Regions from separate parts of the Anser cygnoides genome. Here region 2 is linked to region 1. A link is a contact called in public Hi-C data. All regions are on one chromosome and are shown on one strand. Each heading gives the region's core, a stretch centred on a gene start, on an enhancer-like site or on the middle of the called end of the contact. The rest is flanking DNA. Distances are from core to core; before and after follow the strand shown.

Region 1 (6,534 bases), core at 3,767-6,266:
CATTTGTTTAGCTCGTGTTTTCAATGTGAAGCTGCTGCATTTTTATTAATGCAACTTCATTGTTCAGTTACTTTTTAATTTATGAAACATTTTGAAGTTGTTTAGAAGAGACCCTACGAGTACTTAGAGGATTCTGTGTGCGTGACAATTCAGAAATCAACCTCTTGTTTTTCCAGTGCGTGATTTTAGAGCTATTGCAGCCTTGTATCTCATTCTGATCCTGCCGAGTGAGAAATGGAGGCAGAATGTTACTGAAGTCACAGTGTATAGAAGTGTGTTTCTTCCTACTTCTGTAGGCTATACAGCGAACACGTAGAGGTCCTGTGAGAAGCCAGCTGCATATATGCAATTGCAGGATCGTATCCCATTTTATGCGTGTATTTCTTTAAAGTAAAAGATTTGGAACCGAAAAGATTTGCTTCATCCAATTGTTAAAAATACCCTATGTAAGCAGTGTTGGATGCATTCACTTCCTGTGTTGTACATAGCATTGCTTTTAGACAAAACATTTCAGCAGCACTGAAGATTAACGGAAGCCATTTACGAAATAGCCCCCAGCAGTGCTGCATCCAAAGCACACAGAGCAAGCAGTGGGTGAGCATGGCTAGGTCCTTCTGTTAACATCCCGTAAATGTGAGGCTTGTGAAGAGGCAGCTGAGACTGCAGAGATGTAGCACAAGCATATGGACTCACGGGAGCCCTGGGGGAGCTGCTTCTGTCTCTCTTTTGCTTGCTTGCATTGTGGATAGAGGAGACTGGAGAGGGCATTGGTACCCAGGCAGCTGGAAGGGACAGGACTCAGCTCAGGGACTGGGTTCACGCTGTTCCCAGTCCCTGGCTTCCTCTCTAAGCGCACAGCTTTCGTGCTGCTTTGTAACCAAGCACATCAGTGCTCGGGGGTTTGCTCTGCTACCTTTACAGAGCTCTCAGATGTTTCCAGGGACGTTTGTCTCCCGAATCCCGCGGTAGTTGGCTTCTCTTAAAAGGTTTCAACAAGCTTCATTACGGACAAGATAGCAGGTTTTGGACATGTCTCCAAAGCCAACTGGCCTTCATTTCTTTGCTGTTAGTTCTTCTGTCAACTTTCCATCAGTCACTGCTATATCTGTGAGCTGCCGATTTCAGAGAAGTGCCAGCACACCAGGTGAACCTCCTCCCATACAGCTCCGGTGACACCAGGCAAATTGCCTTTTACAGACAATTATTCACATGCTTTGTCTGTGGCTCTGACCCTCATGGGTCTGGCTTTATGTCAAGAATTATAAGAAAGCAACCATCGTTCCAAGGTCATTGAAGAACGTGTTGTATTATGATTAGCTATTTTTTCTTTTTATTGGAATGTATTGATGAGTTTTAACTGCTTCCATTATCTTTCATGTGCACAGTTCTTCACAGATAATTGGTACTCAGCAATCCCCCATTCATGCAGTTTTGTCCTCACAACATTAACTATTTGATTTTTCATTTCTGTAAATAATGGCAGCTGTGCTCTTCCCTGGAGACTAAATTGCTGAAGGTTGACTTTTTCAATACACTTTTTTCCATTACTGCAGAGGAATAACAAAGAGAAATGTCACTAAGACAGCCTGATCACAGCATGGATCTCAAGCTCGATAGCGGTGCCACTTCTGTTCCCGGCACGCTTGCCAGCTCGCAGCTCTGTGTGTTGGATGCAGAGAGCTGGAGTCTAGCCCCGGTGCTGTGCAGGAGGAGCAAGGAATTGGGTTGCCAGACCTCTGTGTCACAGCCCAGCTTTCCTCATAAGGCATTTTCTGGGGTCCCCTCTGTCACCCACTTTTCGATGAAGCCCTGAGGCTTCCACCCTGAGCTGCAGGCATCCTAGTGCAGGAGAAAGTCTCTCCCTGCTCCACACTTGCTCTTGGAGTTATTTCTAGGTCTGATAAGGTGAGCCCCAGGTATGTAAAATGTCCTGGATCAAATGACCTCTAAAGTTATGATATTGGCTTTAAAATTTGGAAGATTTTCTGAAAGAATGCTTTGAACTGTTCACATTTGTCACTGTTTTCTGTATAATCAGTATTCGAGTTTAAGTTGTGCATTTGTCACATTTATTTGTGAAAGGAAGTTCTCCTTTGAGTGAGAGCTCAAAACTTGCCCATAACCATAGCGCTCTTGAGGCACAGGAGTTGAAAGAAAGATTTCCATTAGCACCAGAGAAAGGATTAAAATAAGAAGTTCCAGCATTAATATTTGTATTTGAATTTTTCCCAAGATCTTTTCAGATATGAAGTGCGTACACTGACCACATGAGGCAGACTTGCCAGCCAGCTAATTTCTCTGTAAAAGCCAGGTTATATGTTCCTATGAAAAGTACCAGTTTTGTTGGCGTGATCATTTCTAGGAATAATACAGTTTTCTAGAACTGTCCTATGCTCTTTACAGTGCTTTTGCAAACGTCAGGCTGAACGTGAACTTGTTTCCTTACAGACAACAAGGAATATGACGCTTATCTTTCATACACCAAAGTGGATCCCGATGCATTAGATTGTGATAATAACGAAGAGGAGCACTTTGCACTGGAAATCCTGCCAGACGTTCTCGAAAAGCACTATGGATATAAGCTCTTCATTCCAGATAGGGACCTGATTCCTAGCGGAAGTAAGTATTTCTGACCTTTGAGTTTTAATTCTCTCCGATGTGCTGTGAAGGCCTGGACTGTGCAATAAATACTAGACAGGGAAAGCCCATCCTTGTGAAGTGGTTGTCGGAGCGGCTAAGTTTCCTCACTGCTGCAGATTTGAGCTCTAGGTTAGAGTTTGTTCCTGCACCACTGAAACCAGAGGGGGAGCTGCTATTGATTTCAGTGGAGGCAGAAGCTGGACCTTTCAACGGGGGAGGCAGCAGTGCTGCAAGCAATAGTGTAATATAAAATCTCTGTGTCAGATACAAGGAGCTAAAAATGAAAGTTCCAAAAAAGATTTGTGGTTTCTGTTTTATTATTGAAAATGGGATTTTTTTTTAGTAATTACTTTTTTGTCTGTGTCTTTTTTCCCTAACTTTGAAGCCTTATAAATAGCTACATTAATTTTCCAATTAATGGCAAACGTGCAGTTTTTCATTAGGGTTTTGACCAAGTGTTGCATTTCTGAGCAGTATCGGTATTGTGTAAGTAATACTAATTCTTCAGGGGACTGTGTACAGTCCTGTGATCTGATGCTGTCTTCCATGCTGATGGTAAAATACAGCTGTCCGTTTCAAATCAATTTTGCTGCTGTGTCTGAAGATTCAGCAGCACCTCTGGATGTCTGTACCAACAGTTAATGCTTTCTGAGCTGTGGTTATGGCATCTCTTCTTCCAAATTCATTTCTGGACAAGTCAAAAAGACCATGAATCACGTCAATGAATGGCACAATATGTTTGCTTTAATATCGTATTTATTTGAAATGTTACCCATGTGAAAAACATGCTTTTTTTTTTCACTAATTCTGTCTGCTACAAATCATTTTCATGAAAAATGCTAAAAGAGAGTATGAACTTATTTCTGTATATGCTACTGGATAGGAAATAGGAACAAGAAAACAAAGCAATGACTGTACTGGAGCAGATGTCCCCAAACATGAAACAGCTAGAACATGACTGCATTAGCAGCCTGCCTGCCAAAGACTTGAAACTGCTGCCTTGCTGCTGCCAAACCCAGTGCCTGCCCCAGAAGTTGAAGCCTGTTTCTTTGCTATTTGAGGGAGCTGGAAGCAGAGCTCTGACTCCAGTCCCACTGGGAGAGAGGAGTCAGAGCCTAGGCAGAGATCCTGCAAAGCCCCCTGTAGTGGCTTGAACTGATCATGTGCATTTGCAGCTCCTAGGCCAGGGCTGCTTCCTTTATTCCTTTGTGCTTTGCCCCCGCGAGGAGTGAGTTTTACTCTGTTAGTCCCCTGAAAGATATTCCAGAAGGGGGACTTGGCTTATAGCCTTTTTATTTCTGACAGCCCAAGCAAGCGGTACTGAATTATTAGATAATAAGAGAAAATGCCTTTCTGTGTTAAAAATCACAGGACTGTAGTAAATAGTTGTTTCATATCCAACCATATAGCAGTTATACATTGCAATTATACAAGTGAATTGGAGTTTAAATCTGGCCTTTCACCAATAACTATACGCACAGATTAATCTGAAATGAGAGCCTTCTTTCCAATTGCTATACCAGCCAGCATGGTATTTTATTTTTGTCTATTTTTGTCAGTCAGACACTCAGCAAATACTTGTCATCACTTTGGGTATTCATTAAACCTCTCCTGAAAATGTAGGGTACCTGAAAATGTCAGTTCTCATTTATGAGCATTCACAGACTTAATACTTCTTTTTTCCTCTCAAACTCACTTCTTCAGTGTTATGAAAGGGCCTGATTCTAACATATGGAGCTTCAAGAACGCTTAATCAGACATAATGACAATACAGAATAAAATACGGATCTGAAATGAGCGTGATTTGCATGCTCCAGCTTTGAAAAATATATGGGGGGGGTGGCACTTGATTTTGAGGGGGACAAGAGAGAGGGAGAGGTGATGGGGCAGGAGGAAAGGCTCAGCCTCCTGTATTTGCAAGCTGTTGGTGTGCAGAGGAGAAGGGAACGTGGCTGTTTCTGTCATTTGTGCAATGCTCACCAGTCTTACAAGGACTTGCAGTGTGTAGTGAGGAGAGCAGGCAGCATGATGTGCTATCAACCTGCTAGAAATTTCAGAGGCAAACCAAATATATTCTAGAGTGACTGTCACAAAAAGTGGCAGATGTGACAAAATATATGGCTTTTCAGGGCAGATTCCTATAGAAGAATGGGGTTTTGGTCACAGTTATCCTTTTTGATTTCAGGAAATATTTCTTCTCACGTGTACCGCATTTCCTTGTCTTTTGGTGTAAATGACTTTGTGTGATATAATGCTTTCCCGCTCTCCATGCTGATGTTGCCTTCTGTATCTTTTCCCATGTACTTAAATGTGTGATTCCAGCAAATCTGGGGTGTTTTCTAAGTCTGGTTGTTTCACATAATCTCTGCAGTTTTAAGGTGCTGCCACAGGAGGGTGTGCATTATTGCGCTTGCTTCCCGGCATGTAGTAACACAGCTGCTGTTTGGGTTTGAGAGCAAGCAAAAAATAGATATGTTAAATAGTATTTCATTTGTCTTCCTTGGATACTTCTCTGAACGAACTTGAAAAGCTGGCTTCAGAAAAGTTCAGGACAATTTTGATTATGATTTTGCCAGGTGATTCACCTCTAGGGAAAAGCTGGGATAGGCTCCGCATGCCCCTCTGCAGCCGAGGGAGAGGTTCGAGCCAGATGCACCTGAGCAGGGGTTTGCTCACCCAGCAGAGCTCCTCTGCTGAAAGGGGGACCCTGGCAGTGTCCCCACCTCATATCCCAGCTCCGCGCTTTGGCTCTGCGCTGAGGACTGGCTGTCTGAAGGAGCCGTGTGGAACAGATGTTGCCAGCCCTTGGAGGACAGAGATGATGGCTGCGGAGGCCAAGGCCATAGCTTTGGAAAGCAGATTCCTGGCCTCAGGAGTCCAGGTTAGATGAGCCTGAGTCACATTTGCAGGAAGCGTTGGTTTCTGTGCCCCGCAAAGCCGGAATACAATTACTATCCCAGTGGAGCATTTTGTCCTAGTGGGAGATCCCTCAGGAAGGGCACTGAGGGCCTCGGTGATGCCCACTTCGCAGCAGCCAGCAAGGACCTTTGTGGAGACTCTTGGTGTCGCCTGAAAGCAGCATGAGGGGACCCAGCCCTGAACTGGTGAGGTGGAAACGGGGCTCAAGCAGCCACTGCTCCTCTGCTCCTCTCCCTCACACAGAAGCCCACGCAGCCGTGCAGGCCGGAGGGGTGACAGGGCAGCAAGACGCAACATGTGGTGTGCTGTGTAAGCAGCAAGACTGAGTTTGACTTTAATTCCAGCTATTCTTTCTTAAAGAGTATCTTTTGGTAATGACACAGAGAGCATTCTTCATTCCCTCAAAGCTGACAGGACGTATACCTCTCTGCCTAGGCACCTAAGGCGCCAGTGAACATGTCAGCCTGTATAAGGAGACAGTGATCCTTAATTCTTCTTAACCATTATTATTTTTTCCACCCTATTACTTTTCAAGACCTTTTTTGAACAAACCCTTTTCCACAGCCAACCAGACTCTCAAATCCTATGAGCTTTTTAATTCAGTGTTAGGAGACCTGAGGAAATTGAAGAGCTGAGAGGAAAAAGTAGAAATACTTACATTTTTATCCGAGACATTTTCTGTCTCACTAAAGATGTTTCTACAGAGAGAATGATATATTTGCACTTGATTCTTCTAAAATTGGGTCTACATCAGAGGAAGATATTTTTCTCCAGTGGCTTCTACAAATTATTTTAAACTCTGAAAGTGAAGAGATCAAGACTGTCTATTTGTATTTTTAATACCAGCAATACTAATCTATTAGAACATCATCTAGTTGCTCTCTAAGCATATGTGCATTTGATCTTGACAGGATTGAAAATACACCAGCAATTCACTCCAGCTCAGCCCAGGGTGTAGAGATCAGGCACTGAAAA
Region 2 (7,288 bases), core at 593-3,092, 130 kb after region 1:
GTCATTGAAGCACGCTGTTGATGTGCAGTCAGAGATTTACCCTGCTTCAGTTTTTAAATTGGTGTGTTAGCTAGACACCTGCTGGTGAGAAAGAAGGCAGCAGGAGTAAGTCTCTGGGAAAGGAACTATCTTGTATCTGAAACTGCAATGCATACAAATTTATCCAAAATTTAGAAAGTATTAACTCTACTATCCATCCATATTAGTCCATTATCACTCCATAAAAGCTACAGCTTCATCATTTTCCTGAGTCAAAGCCCAGTGACTTACAATAACAAAAAATCCTGAAGACGGTGGTGGTACATGTACCAATTAGTACTGCTTTAAATAAAATAGCTTTCTTCTGCAAATCATATCACAAAGCACAATGCAGAGCAGCTGGGAACAGCCCACAGCTTTCCCTCATAATGCCTAGAGACTCACTTAACAGTCAAAAATATTGTACACCATGGCTCCCTGGGTACGGTTTGCATGTGATGTGAAATCATATCCTGTGTGATCTCACTAAAAAGGTGTTTGGGTTGCGATCACTTCTTAAATCACAAATGCCACTTTATCAGTCCACACAACAGAATGTGTGTTTACAGGGGAAAACGAAACAAAAAACCAACAACCGTTAAAGTTTTACTCAATACTCTGGCTTCAACATAGATAGCAAGAATGACTAATATCAGTTTTCCTCAATAAGGAGTGCACTATTACATCAAATCCATAAATTCATCCAACTACTAGGGCAGTCCAAAGGCCAGTAAAGATTTGTTTTTATACCCCAATGTCTGAATTTTTTGGTCTGTTTTAAATGGTTTTAAACAGCTTTTCCCATTTCCCTATGGCAAAGGCAGCAGCCTGAGAATACAGTCATTCACCGAGAACTGCTTTTGGCCCAGCATTTGAAACAGCACGGCCTAGGCTGGAGCCCCACTTTGGTCTTCTGGATTTCTAAAAGTTATCGGGAGTGGTGCCATGGTAAGTACTGGGCACAGCTTCTCTTCTTTTAGTGGGTGACATTGGTAGTAGGGGGACAGTTGGACCAGCTATCTTGGAGGTCTTTTCCAACTTTAATGATTCTGTGATTCTCTTCTGGCCCTTTTATCCTTACTTACCTTGCCTTCCTGCTCTGTCCTGCTGAGCAGGGGAGCTTGGCTTTATGTAGGCTTTATAGCCTATTAGGTTCTAATATAATAGGTTCAAGTGCTAATAGCTATATATATATTGCTATATATATTTATGTATTAGCAAATGCTAATGTATCAAGTAATATAATAATAGTAATTTAATAAAGTGTTAAATACAAAATCCTTGATCCCCAGAACTTCAATTAATATTGGAAGTGATCACGGGATCATAAAGGGTAACAGAATCTCCTTGATGGTGGCAGAGGGATGAAAGTCAATAGTAAAAAAGTAAGGCTGCATGCTTGGGGACCACCAAAAGCAGCTCCTCCAGCTGGATGTTAACTCATCCCCCGCTGCTGGGAACAGCAGCGGCGGCAGATATGAGCAATTTAAAGCATCGGGGGCTATGATTGCCAACACGCCACAACGACCAAGAAGACAAACACCATTCAGGGGTTATCACCCTGAGGGCACAGGGGCACCGTTAGGCGCGCGGTCAATCCCTCAAAGAAAACCGAGCGGGGGAGCAGGTGCCTCAGGGAGCCCCCTCAGCGTGCCGGCGCCGAGCAGGCACCCCGTTTGTCACCAGGGGGGGCTGCAGGAGCCGGGGGACACAGCCCCGGGCGGGTCCAGGCGGGCCGCCTTCCTGTCACCGTCCCCCCCCCCGCCCCGTTACCGCGACCGTTGGGCGCTCTGACTGGAACGCGCGCGCGCAGCAGCCCCGCCCCCGGCCGCGCCATGGCGGCGCCGCGGCTCAGCCCCTGACAGCAGCAGCAGGCCGCCCGCCATCGCCGCCGTCCCTCGCCGCCGCCTTCGCCGCCTCCTCCCGCCACTCTCCCCGGCGGGAGGAGCCGCGAGGAAGCTGTCATGCAGGAACCCGGCCCGGATCCGCCCGACCCTACCGACAACAGCACTCCCACCTCCCCAGGCGGCGGCGGGGAGGCTTCGTGGCTGCTCGGGGTCTTAGAGGCGGCGCGCGGCGCCTCCCTCCTCAGCGCCTCCCCCGCAGAGACGCCGCCGTTGACCGTGGTGGCGGTGGAGCGGTACCTGGCCGAGGCTCCGCCGTCCGCCCCGCCGCCGCCGTGCCCCGCCGCCGCCGTGCCCCCGCAGTACTGGTACGACGTGACCCTGGCGGACGGCTCCCGGCAGGAGCGCTGCCACCTGGCTCCGAGCCTCAACGGCCTGGTGCAGCGCGGCCACCTGCGGGCCGGCGACCGCCTGCGCCTCACGCGCTGCTCCTACCTCTACGACGAGCGGCGCCTCCGCTACGGCTTCCCCTGCCTGGAGGGCGTCGAGCGGGTGGCCGGGGAGCCGCCCGCCGTCCCCGTGGCCGTCGCCTCAGCGCCGCGCTGCCCGCCCCTGCGCGGCGAGAGGAAGCACTACCTGCCGCTCTGGAACAACGAGGATCCCTACGGGGACGCCTGGGAGGCCGAGAAGCCGCCGGAGAAGGTGGACGTTGATGGTAAATGGGCGACTGGGGGGACGGGGTGGTGGGTGCGGAGCTCCTCTGGGTGGGGTGCTGAGGGGGTGTGCGGTCGGGTGGGGGATTTGAGGGGTCTGCCCGTCAGGGGGGTGCCCCCGGAACGCCAGCTGCTCTCGAGGTGGGTGTCCTGCTGATGGATAGCGCTCTGTGTCCTCCTGCACGTGTCCCTCTCCTTACAGTCCATATAAACATCAATCACCCAATTATACACAGGTGGCGCAGGACCAGGTTTCGTGGTGTTAGCAAATAAACCTCTTGAAATATGTGTAATCTTACTCTGTGCACTTTACAACTGAAAACCCTTGAAATGTCCACTCTTCTTTCTCTCCTCTTTAACATCAGTCTCTAAGCTGACTTCTCTTGGTCAGCTGGAAATGACATGGAGAAGCAGAGTTCACTTCCATCCGCTGCTTGTCAGAGTGCTGCACAAGTCTAGGCTAAGGTACTACGGGAAGCCAGAGAAAAAAATGGATGTGCCGTATCAGGTAAGGAGGCATAAGGCTGTAAGTTAGTGCTCTTGAACAAATGTTATAGGATATTTGGAAGTTACTGTTCCCATGTAGTAAACACATTAACACTTATGTTGTAGATAACTTTATATTAAAAATGCTTCATAAAAATGCTAGGCCCTTCCACGTATGGAAATGGTGGAGTTGCTGGTAGTACATACAAACATTAGTAGATGTGTTTCAGTTACTATAGTCCAGTTGAGATTTCTCTGTGAAAAGACAGAATATTTGCTTAAAAGACTGTTTTCTGGTCTGTATGCTTTGGAAGTTGGAGTTAGTCTGTCTTGTACCCCCCAAAAATAATACTAATAATTTTTTGTCCCTTAATTTTTGCACCAGATGACTTCCAGATAAATTTTTTTTTGTAAAACTCTTGCTGGTCTTCCTAATATGTTGAGCTTTTCGCGATATTTTATGTAGTGCTTCTTGGAAATGGACACTGCAGGTGTGTTTGATTGTTCACAGGTGCACCCATCAGCTGCTCGCTTATTTCTTCTGCCCTTAGAGGGGTGTTGGGGAGAACATTGGAAGAGCAAAAGCAAGGAAAAACTCGTGTGCTGAGATAAAAACAGTTTGATTAAAACTGAAGGGAAGAAGGGGGAAAACCAAAAAAGTGATGCAAAGGCAGACTGATGTCTGACCAGTCTCAGAGCAACAGGTACTTGGGAAAGACTGTCCCCCAGTTTCATTGCTGAGCACGATGTTATGTGGCGTGAAACAATGTGTAGGTCAGACCAGGTCAGCTGTCTCGGCAGTACCACCTGCCGGCCTCCTGGCCACCCCTTGCTTACTTGCTGTACGGGAGACACAGAAAGGCCAGCAGTAGCTGAAACACTAGTGTGTTATCAGTGCTGTTTTAGTCACAGACCTGAAACACAGCACCATGCAGGCTGCTCTGAAGAAAATTAACTCCATCCCAGTCAGACCGCTTACTGGAGGGCAACATTTCACAAACAGGTCGGATAACTCCTATTTCTTCCATGGGGACAGAGGGGTATGGAACTTGTTAATGAAAGGCCACGTTCGCCTCTTGTTCCACGTTTCCATTCCCTTTCACACAAAGATGAATCTGGGTCTTTTACTGGAGATGATTCTTAGTAGACAGTCTACTGACTGACGTTTGTTTTGGTGGATTTCTACCTCGTAAGACCATTCGTTATAAGACTGTTTAAAAAAAAAAAAAAAAAAAAACACAAAAAACAACTTCTTACCGCTCAGTGATCTGTTCAGTTATGGATTCAAAGCTTTCCCATTTAAGAAAAGTAGGTAGAAGTCTTTGTCATAAGTACAATTTCAGTGAAAAGATGGTGGTTTGCAATGCAGATCTTCTATGTGTTTTTTCAGCTTGAAAATAGTCTTGTATCATGTTTTTGTCATGAATGTGACCCAATGAAAATGCAGCTTCTCAACTTTCCATGGAGACATTTTGAAGTATTATTCTAAATACTGCATTCTATCTGATAAGGAAGACTCTTTTCCCCATTGATTCTTGTGGACAGTATTTCCCAAACCTCCTCCAAAAAAGCACAGAGTGAAACTGGCATCACCTACTGTTACTGAGCAGTGGAAGGATAAGAGTTTGGGCTGGCGGAGTTGTGGATGATTTTTTCTCTGGAAACTGGGGATTTCTTCAATGCCAGCGTTCAGTACAAGTTTTGGAACATAATTTGGATCCATTTGTAATAAGTGAAGTCATTCATGAGTCAAGTAGCTGGTGTATTATTTAAAGAAAAAAAAGGATGATGATAAAAGATAAATGTATTTTTGTCTCCTTTTTTTTTAGGCTTACTTTGAAGTTGCTGATAGCTCAGGCATGATGTCGATGGTTTTGTGGAATTCGTTATGTCCCGAATGGTATAACAGTATGAAGGTTGGCACGGTACTACTTCTTGAACAGTATGCTATCAAAAACAGTTATCCATTTAAAACAAAGCCAACCCCGGGAGATTCACAGATGAAGAGATTTGCTACAATTGGTTAAGTATTGCAGAAATCTGTTTTGATTCAGTGAAATAGAGCTGTAAAAAGGGGAAATAGAAAGTAAAACAGCAAGTGATCCGTTGCCAAGACTGAATGATGTGATATATATCTGTAATAACTTATTCTTCCCTGTTTATATTTGAATCACGTTTATGAAGTTTTTTGCCACAATTAGATAAAACCTTTATTTAAAAAAAATAAAGATAAAAATCTCTGATTTCAAGTATTGAGTTCATAATGCTGGGCCTCTGGTACTGAATTTTAATCTGATTCTGCTTCTTCCTGATAAGTAAAACAGATACCCTTTGTGCACTGTTTGCACATGCTTCCAGGTCGTTGAAGCACATAGTCACCTGCTCTGACTGTAGGCTTTAGTGTGGTCAGGCCCTGGTGTATCTGCAAAACTCCACTGAGTAAAAATTTGCATTGGTGACTGCTGTCTGTACTGAAACAGCAGCACCATGGGAGTTCATATTTGAAGAATATTCCTTGACTGTGAGAAAGCGTTTTCTTACTTGCTGTTGTTTGACAGCTATTCAAGGGAGCTGTGCCACAGGAATACAAGTGGTGCAATAGAACAGTAATAGCCTTTTCAAACTAGATTTGGTCTACAGTTGTTTTTTTTCTCTCCCACTTCACTGAACATGAGGTTTTTTTCCCCTTATATGCTTATGTTCAGAACAAAACAACAGCTAACATTCAGAAAATACGAACAACTGCCTTGAAACAAGCAAATATGTGTTTGTGATGGATGATGCATGTATAACTTATTAACAATGACAGTTTCCTAATGCAGTTGCTACAGTGCATGAAAATAAACAATATTTTCACTGCTAGAAGCAGTGTATTCTCTGTCTAATGTATCTTCACCTTAAAATCAGATCTTAATGTGTGGAGCGTTTGTGATGAGTTGACAGGAGAGAGAAATGTTCAGCTGGGAAGGGAAGTTTGGGAGGGGAGCTGATGATGTTTATAAACAAGCCCTCAAGCGATCATAATTGCTGCAAAACCTTTCTATGGGAAGAGAACAGAGTAACGTACACCCTGAGGTGACTTTCCCTATGGGTAAACGACTTCAATCCTAATGGCTTCATTCACACTACACTACTGATTTCTGCAAGTATTAGTGGTGTAGAAATGTTGATGGAGAGATCAAAATAGAAAATGAGACCGATGGCCCATAAATGATAGTATCTAATGGGAAACTTAACCAGTCTGTAGTAAGGTGCCACAGAGTACTTTCAGACCACAGATAAATCTTTGGTTCATAGCAGCATGTATGTGCAGTATCTTATTTCTTAGCTCAAAGCTCAGAATTTTGTTTCAATATGAACTTATAAAGCATATTGGGCCCTGTGGTGGTAGATCTTGAGTCCATATATCCTACAAGAGGAGAGTGTGGAAAGAATAACATCTAGAAAATTTCCTAGAGCAGTTACAGTTGATTTTATGCAGCTCTTGGAGCATGATCCGTTGTTGTTCAGATGTCAACATACGTGAAATGTAGTGCCTCACTAACTACTCAACATAAAAATCTCTGTATTTCAATTTTTAAAGCATGCACAATGGGTGTTCCAAAAATTCTTCAGATAGCTAGTTAAAGGATTCAGTTATGGATTGCTCAAGTAACAATTACTTTGTTTTCATAATCAGTTCCAATTTGTAATTCAATCATACCACCTTTCCAGTGTTCCTTATGACCATTCACCTGTAAATGTTTTTAAATGGTTAGGGGGCTAGGGGGGTTAACAAAGCTAGAGTTCGTTAGTGTACAAGGGAAGGGGCTTTGAAAATTAAGAGTTCTACAAGATGGTATGCTTCTGGCATACGTCTGGTTTTCTGTGAAGCGAGTTCTGTGTTGCCCACTTGTTTCATTTGCAGTGTTGTATGACATGCTAAGAGGTGCTGTTCTATAACCTAAAACTTGTAAAGCTTAAATACTTAGTACCATCATCTTGAATTCCACCTCTGGGCAATGTGTACGTCTCACATCACTGAATTTATGTGGTACTGATGAAAACAGCTGTTTCAAATAGCCCAGACTGACTTTCAGTTCTGAGTAATCCCAGTGTATAATCTTTGGCTGAGTATATGGCTTTCATCTAATCTCAAAATGACCAAAAATTTTTAAATTTGATGAATAGTTTTGATGGCTAGAAAGGAGTGGTATGTTTTCAGAAATTTTCTCACAAATACTGCCT

Evidence for each region. Hi-C and Micro-C count contacts between places; a contact is called where the count stands out from the background.
Region 2: a contact with region 1 is called in a Hi-C map of granulosa cells, with 2.5 times the contacts expected there. The contact joins the promoter of RADX here to the enhancer-like site in region 1. A contact is called at or near these places in 3 of 7 Hi-C or Micro-C datasets (granulosa cells and liver).

The regions. Positions count from the first base shown.
Region 1 is chr13:7,855,060-7,861,593 of Taihu_goose_T2T_genome, forward strand. IL1RAPL2 (interleukin 1 receptor accessory protein like 2) reads left to right here. Exons shown (of 30, transcript XM_048075288.2): 29 at 2,449-2,619. Among named protein-coding and RNA genes, the nearest start is that of NRK, 21 kb to the right of the region's middle. Within about 2 kb of position 5,017, at least 1 of the 3 cell types and tissues checked has open chromatin away from gene starts, as enhancers often do.
Region 2 is chr13:7,983,824-7,991,111 of Taihu_goose_T2T_genome, forward strand. RADX (RPA1 related single stranded DNA binding protein, X-linked) reads left to right here and starts at 1,843. Exons shown (of 15, transcript XM_013183631.3): 1 at 1,843-2,577; 2 at 2,941-3,083; 3 at 4,891-5,083. The coding sequence starts at 1,983. It overlaps LOC136791869 (a long non-coding RNA gene), which reads right to left and starts at 2,287. Exons shown (of 2, transcript XR_010834816.1): 1 at 2,163-2,287; 2 at 1-81.